2 separate regions of the Mus musculus genome follow, and region 1 is linked to region 2. The links are chromatin contacts, called in public HiChIP or PLAC-seq maps. All regions are on one chromosome and are shown on one strand. The core of a region is the stretch at or near the end of the contact, and the rest is flanking DNA. Distances in the headings are between cores, read along the strand shown.

Region 1 (3,267 bases), core at 171-2,670, 160 kb before region 2:
AAGAATGTAGCTTATCTTAAGTTGACCTCCAGCTTTTATCTTAAGGACAGACTTCTATCCGTACTGGGGGATTTTCTAGGGAAGACAGATCGTGGAAAGAGAACCTTTATCCTCTGGATTCTTTGGACTGTGGTGCTCGGGTCTCACAGCTGTCTAAGCAACTGTGCATGGTGAAAGACAATGTCATGAGTTTAGCTGTTGGCAATTGGGGTCAGTTGCACATGGGCTGTGTGTATCCTGAGTCTTTGAGAAGCCATTTGTTGGAAGGCTTTGAATGTGGCTGGCGTGGTATTAACCAAGAGAGCAGGAGGAGGAGAGGCACAGTGTACATGGCTCCCTGGGGCTTAGTCTCCCTCTCCATACTGTCAGAATGTTCCTGCAGCGCACCCATGGAGAGATGCATGTATGCTTAGGAATGTATCATTTAGTGGGCAATCTAGCTATTGGGAATATTACCATTGAATGTTTGTTTGAAAGTTCAGGTTCTCTGTGTCCAGGCAACACCAGTGTCTAAAGATCCAGCTTGCTCTCCTAATGGAACACACGCTGGATCCAGTTTTTTTTCCTAGAAGAGAGGCTCACACACCACAGTAACAAGACGTTCTTTTTATTTCCTAGTTTATCAAAAGATGCTGATTATGAAATCAGGCATGTGGAGAGTCTAGATCTAACTGGTTTTTAAATAGAGAGTGAGAGGAGGTCGCTAGAAGGTTAACTGGTCTTAAGTAAATTCAATATTGGCATACAGTGGAAAAGCAAACAGCTTTGCCTTGCTGTCTCGAGTCAGTGGAGGTCCTTTGACTTCTCTTCATGAGCTTAGTTAGAGCTCTGAGGAAAGATGGCAGACCTCTTCTTTCTTCTTCTTCCTTCCCCAAAGTTGTTGAAAAGTTAGTTTTAAGTGGGATCAAAGGGCAGTTTAAGCAGAATGTTTTATAAAAAGGTGAAGACAGATGCATTTTAAAAACTCCAGAAAGAAGGAAAGGGGAAAGAAAGAGACCCCGCCTCTGCCTGCCTCAGAAAGCTGTGGAACTGGGGAACCGGCAGTGCTCCCGAGTTTTAGAAGTCAAATTAAAACAAACAAACAAACAAACCAAATAACTTGTCAAGTCTCTGGGTGACCCCCCTGCCAGTGGTGATAGGCTTGTCTCAGGGCAAACCGTCTGCCCCAGTCCACTCTCTAGACTTGCCTTGGCCTCTCCTTGATTTTCCTGCTTTGGGTTTCAGGTGCACTGTTTCTTCTATCTTACAGCTTTCTGAACTCAAAAGCCATAGATTTGGAATCCTCACTCGGTGGCAGTGGTGGCCCTGGTCGTCTTCATCTCGAGAGTCTCATGAACCTGTGGGTCTGGTTGTCTCAGCTGACTGACCTGGGAATGGCTAGAACGGAACAGCCAAGCACGGGCGTGTCTGCTGTCCTCACGGCAGCCCTGTTGCATCTGGAAGGGCTCTAGCTCTCTCCAAACATGACTGCTGCCAGCCCAGTGCTGTGGGATTGTCTATAGCCAAGTTTTGTAGAGCCAGTGGCATCTGGTTTTGTTGTTGTTTTGGTTTTTTTGTTTTGTTTTAATGTCCTAATAAAACCTTAAAAGCATGCACATCAGCCTATGTATCAGGGAATGTGTAATTTGTCACAGTCACTTATAATCTAAGGTGTTTTCATAGAGAGTCTCCGGACGGACAGCACTGCCGGCAAAGAGAACAGCTTGTTGCTCTGATATGTGAAGCTATTCAAGGGCAGATATCTTTTTCTGGGCCACACCCCTGCCTCCTCCTCTCCCCTAAGTAGCTGGGGTTTGCAAACCCTTGTCTAGTTACAAGCTGGTGAGTCCAAAACCATAGCCTCTCTGCTGCGTCCATGAGTATGATCACAGTGTTTTTAGGTAGAGCTGTGAAATGTACATTGATTTTTCAGGAATACTGGAAATGTTTCTAAAGGAGGGAGAGTGCAAAGAGATTTCTTGTAACACTCACCTCTCGTTCTTGAACTTGAGCTAAATTTAAACAGTCACGCTAAAAACATTGATGCCTATCATGTTGTATTAATTTTCTAAGCGCGTCCATTGTTTTGCATGAAATACAACCTGAGGTTTTGTTTTATAAGGGCCTAATGAAAACCAGTAGGTTCCAAAGGACCCCCCCCCCCCAATTGAAGCTATTTAAGGAAGTTTTTATAGTCCTGTAATTTTTACTGTTTTCTCTTTCTCACCGAAGTGTATTTTTCTGGAGGGAAGGCAGTTCATTGACAAGGCCTAGTGCTGGAGACCTTGCCTGAGGGCCTTCCCTCTCCTTCCCAGCATGCCTCTCTGCATGGGGGTGAGTGGCCTTCCAGTGGCTTGCTGCTTACTGGCTTACCTTCTCAACCCCACCCCACACTCCTGACCTCCTGCCGTGTGCCAAGGTTATAGCCATGTCCTGCTGTGCTTGGCTTTTGTTCACAGTGTTAGGGATAGGACATGGCGTTGCCTCTTGCCCTGTTATATTGTTAGGGACAAGCATCATAATTTTGCTAGGCATTGACTTTGCATTAAGAGGGGACAAATGCTTGAAGATCCATGTAAGGTATCTTTGTGCTGTTAGTCCCGGTTCCTCTCCCAGGTCTGGCTGCTCCCTTCTCTCTGTTTAAGCCTGCCATCCTGTCCTTGGTTTTCTTTCCTAAGGTCTTCCTTTACTTGGAAGAATGCCTCCCAAGCTTAGGATGTGTTTTCTTGAGTTGGTGGCTTAGTCCCTGGGAGCTCTGGGGGTACTGGGTAGTTCATATTGTTGTTCCTCCTATGGGGCTGCAAACCCCTTCAGATCCTTGGGTGCTTTCTCTAGCTCCTTTATTGGGGACCCTGTTGGACTGGCTATGTCTTAAAACCGTTTTTAAAAACAGTCTTAAGAAACTGTGTGACCACAAGCACGTTTTGTATATGATTTGCCTATGATTCCAGGGGCTGCAGACTCTGTATCATTCATGGACTCCTTGTTAAGTATATAAAGTTTAGAAGAAAAATAGTCAAAGCAAAACTAGGAATGTGGTCTCCTGAGCTATAACAGAAAATGTCCAGGTTACTTGATAGGTTGGGGGTTGATGAATGAACCCCCATCAAGTGTATTTGTTAGCAGGGAAGAAAACAGTATTTGCAGAGCAGATTGGAGGGGTGAAGTAAGGAGAGGAAGTTAGAGGTGAGTGCCAAGAGGACAGGAAGACCAACAGATGTCTTTCTGTAGGTGCAGTGATGGGCATTTCGAGGGACTCTCTAAGAATATTAGTCCAATTACCGATTT
Region 2 (3,499 bases), core at 787-3,286:
CAGCACCCCCTGCAACAGCCCATGACTCTTGGAGGGAACTCTCCATCCTGGGCTGCTGGAGAGAAGCACTCTAGTGTCTGCTCCACTGTATGGGCTCATTGTTGATCGGGGCAAGCAAAGTTTCTGTAGGAGTGGTCTGGTCCTATCTATCCCCTCCCCGATGTGCTGCACATGGCCACGCTTTATCATGCTGTGACAGTGTAGGCTGATTAAGTCTGGGAGTGCTGGAGAGCCAAGGAATGTAACTAATAATGATGAGAGGCAGTTTCTGGAAAACATTGAGACTATTTAGAGCATTTAGATGTAAGCTCTAGGGCAGAACTCTACGTGGGTTAAAGATAACTGTACCAGGGCAGCGTTTGTTCTTGATTCTTATTTACTCTTTTTATGGGTATTTATTTAATGTATATGAGGGTTCTGCTTGCATAAATGCCTGCAGGCCAGAAGAGGATGTCAGATCCCATTATACATGGTTGTGAGCCTTCATGTGGTTGCTGGGAATCAAACTCAGGACCTCTGGAAGAGCAGGCCAGGGCTTTTAACCCTGAGGTTACTTGTTCTTAGGCTCTGAAAAACCAAATCCATGTGTTTTGATTGGAGAAGACTTAGGAGTTTTCATTCACTGAACACTCGATGGTCAGAGAAGGGATCACGTTTGTGGATTCTCCTGACCCGAAGGCAGGTCGGGCCTAGCGTCAGGAGCCCTAGGACTCCTGTGCTTGGTCAGGTGAGTACGGTGTTCTGTGTAAAGGCATGATAAACTCGCTGGCAAGCTGGTAGACAGGGTTTGGGAATCAAGGTGTACACCAGGAGTTCTAGGCCTGTCAAGGAGTGCTCAGTGGGTGGTGGGTGGCACTTTCTATAGAACGGAGCGACCAAGTGATGAGGGAGCCAGCTACAGGAACAGAGGCAGGCAGGTGAGTGGAAGGCAGAGGCAGGAAGGCTCAGGTGTAAACAAAACAAAAACCAGGACCCAGAGGCCATGGGGATTTCATCTCGGCAGATGTGCTAGGACAACATGGCTGGCTGAGGGGGGGGGTATCTGTGCAAAGGAAAACAGATGTAGGAAATCCTACTGCTAGGAGATGGCTCAGTGTGGAGACTGCTTCTACCCAGGCCTGAGTTTGATCTCCAGCACCCACATGGTGGAAGGAGAGACCCAGTCCCCACAATTTGTCCCTTGACTTCCACATGTGTCTGTACTTATACACACACACACATACACACACATGCACACACACATGCACGCACACACGCGTGCACACACACACATGCACTCATTCACACACATGCACTTACACATGCACATGTGCACACACACACACACATGCAGGGGTGAGGTGGGGTGGGGGATGGCAAGTGTACACATGCAAAAATAAACCAATAAATCATTTTTTTTAAAGTTGAAGTAAGAAAGAAGCCACATCATACCATTAAATCTCTGCTAGGATTTCCTAAGTGGACCAAACAAAAGCTACATATTAAGTACTTTTTCAGTTTGTTTGTTTGCTGCTGGGGCTGGCTCCAAGGGCCTTGTGCAAGCTGGTTGTTCTAACACAAAGCTGCATTCCCCAGCCCACATGGCATCTTTAGCCATCCTACCCAAACCACCCTTTTCTAATCGGCTGGATCTGGTTTAAAGCGTCTGTGAAGAAGCATAGCTCTCACTCAAAGGGGATGAGAGAGAGTTTATTCTGGAGCCTACAGGGATGGCCACGGCTTGGGAACAGAGTTCTCTGTTTTGTTTTTGTTTGTTTGTTTTACATACATAATGTTCGGATAGAGTAACTGTTCCCGGAAGCTTTATAGTACCAGAACAAAGGGAATCATTAATCAAGACCCTTTTCATACACGCGGGCAGGCAGGTCCCAGAAGGACAAAGGCACAGCAGACATGGGCCTCAGACAGCAGCTGATGGACTCTCAGCCTTGTGCTTGGTGGAAGACAGACTTACCTAAGGGCCCCAGAGCTGCTGGGACGCATACAGAAGGGCAAGCAAAGGCTGTTAAAGAGGCTAATGATTGGCCCAAAGTAATTTGGCTCAGGACCTGGAACATTCCAGTCTCTCCGGCGCAGCTGCTGAGGTCCTTGCTGTGGGCAAGCAGGTTCATCTCCTTTCCAGGAACTTTCATCCACAAAAAACAGTTGGATTTTTGTTTTTCCTTCTTTTTAAAAATGTCATTCTTCTTACCCCAACCAGCTACACATTTCATCTGCTGGTTGGTTCCCTTAAAACTGTCTGTTCCTTCGTGTTCCAGCCTTCAATCCAACTGAACCCCAAGTCAGGCACAGCTCTGGCTCCACACATGTGACGTCATCAAGGCATCTGGTGCTGCTCCAGCCTGCGGTTTGCACCTGTGCCAGGAGGGGTGGGGCTGCTGTTCTTGCCTGCCTCTCTCTCTCTCTCTCTCTCTCTCTCTCTCTCCCTCTCTCTCTCTCTCTCTCTCTCTGTAGAAGGAGGGAAGATTCTGCAAAGATGCCTCCCTGTTTAGCCACTTCCTGCCACTGTGACCCTAGACACCATCCTGAACTTCAGTGCTGTGTTGGCACTGGAGCATACAAAGAAAAAAAGGAAGCAAAAACCTCAAGTGCGTTGTTGAGAAGGAACAGGCAGCAGACTTGAAAGCAAAGTCTTGAGAAGTGTCCTCCACTTCCTGGATCGATCCTGAGAGGCTTCAGTGACTCTTGGGAGGATTAAGCCAAAGGGTTTCAGGGAAACTTCTGGGCTTTTGTTCCCCTCAGTGGAAACCCTTGAGAAGTTAAACACACAAACACTTGGAGCGGGGGCCAGAGCTGCGACTGATCTGTCTGGGCTCAGAGGCAGTGGTCTTTAGAGCACAGACTGCCAGACACTTTTTAAAGCATTTCCTTTAATCGTTCCGAGCACCGAAACTGTTCAAAACAAACAAATACTAAAAACAAAGCAAAACAAACAAACACCCTACTCTGTAAAGTTTCTTTAGAGCTGTCCCAGCCTTAAGGAGGAGACACAAGTCTGGGGCTGCCACGCGCCACCCACTTTCTGTCTCCTGAAAGAGGTCAAAGGGACATCACTAACCCTATCTGCAGCTGAGAAAACTGTGACTCAGGGTGGCAGAGCGTCTTTTCCAGAATCGCAGTGACACAGGGAAGAATCAGGATGCTCAACCCTGTGGCAACCTGGGAGGTAGGAGCAAAGGACAGACGCCCGGGAGCAATGGCTCTTACCTCCAGCCCCCAAGCTCAGACTCTTGCCAAGGCAGCTGGATGGCAGGAGCAAGAGCATGCAGAAGCAGCGTCATGGAAGACCAGCAAGGGAAGATGGCGGTCTTCTAAGTACCTCTAAGGTGTGTGAAATTAGGCACTGGATTTGACCAGAAACATAGACACTTTCCCTTTCATCTGTCCAGGCACTCATTAATGTAACTACACCCCACCTTCCTGCTTGGGAGTTACCACCAACTCCACTGTCAGGTCGCAGATCACTCAGGGAGCTACATCCACTCTTGACTCAGGAATT

Evidence for each region. HiChIP or PLAC-seq counts read pairs in DNA pulled down with a chosen protein or histone mark.
Region 1: a contact with region 2 is called in an H3K27ac HiChIP or PLAC-seq map of heart atrium, with 12 read pairs. The contact joins two enhancer-like sites. A contact is called at or near these places in 2 of 484 Hi-C or Micro-C datasets (bone marrow-derived macrophages and liver) and 6 of 115 datasets of contacts at active chromatin or transcription factors (astrocytes, embryonic stem cells, extraembryonic endoderm stem cells and 3 more).

The regions. Positions count from the first base shown.
Region 1 is chr10:42,245,769-42,249,035 of GRCm38.p6, reverse strand. All of the region lies in intron 2 of Foxo3 (forkhead box O3), which reads left to right. Gm38485 (a long non-coding RNA gene) reads left to right here. Exons shown (of 2, transcript XR_380269.1): 2 at 1,250-1,600. Among named protein-coding and RNA genes, the nearest start is that of Gm38485, 27 kb to the left of the region's middle. Within about 2 kb of position 1,420, at least 46 of the 459 cell types and tissues checked have an H3K27ac peak or open chromatin away from gene starts, as enhancers often do. A contact at or near this core is called in heart atrium and liver, where this site is marked.
Region 2 is chr10:42,088,383-42,091,881 of GRCm38.p6, reverse strand. No RefSeq gene overlaps it. Among named protein-coding and RNA genes, the nearest start is that of Gm40630, 8.2 kb to the right of the region's middle. Within about 2 kb of position 2,036, at least 187 of the 459 cell types and tissues checked have an H3K27ac peak or open chromatin away from gene starts, as enhancers often do. A contact at or near this core is called in heart atrium and liver, where this site is marked.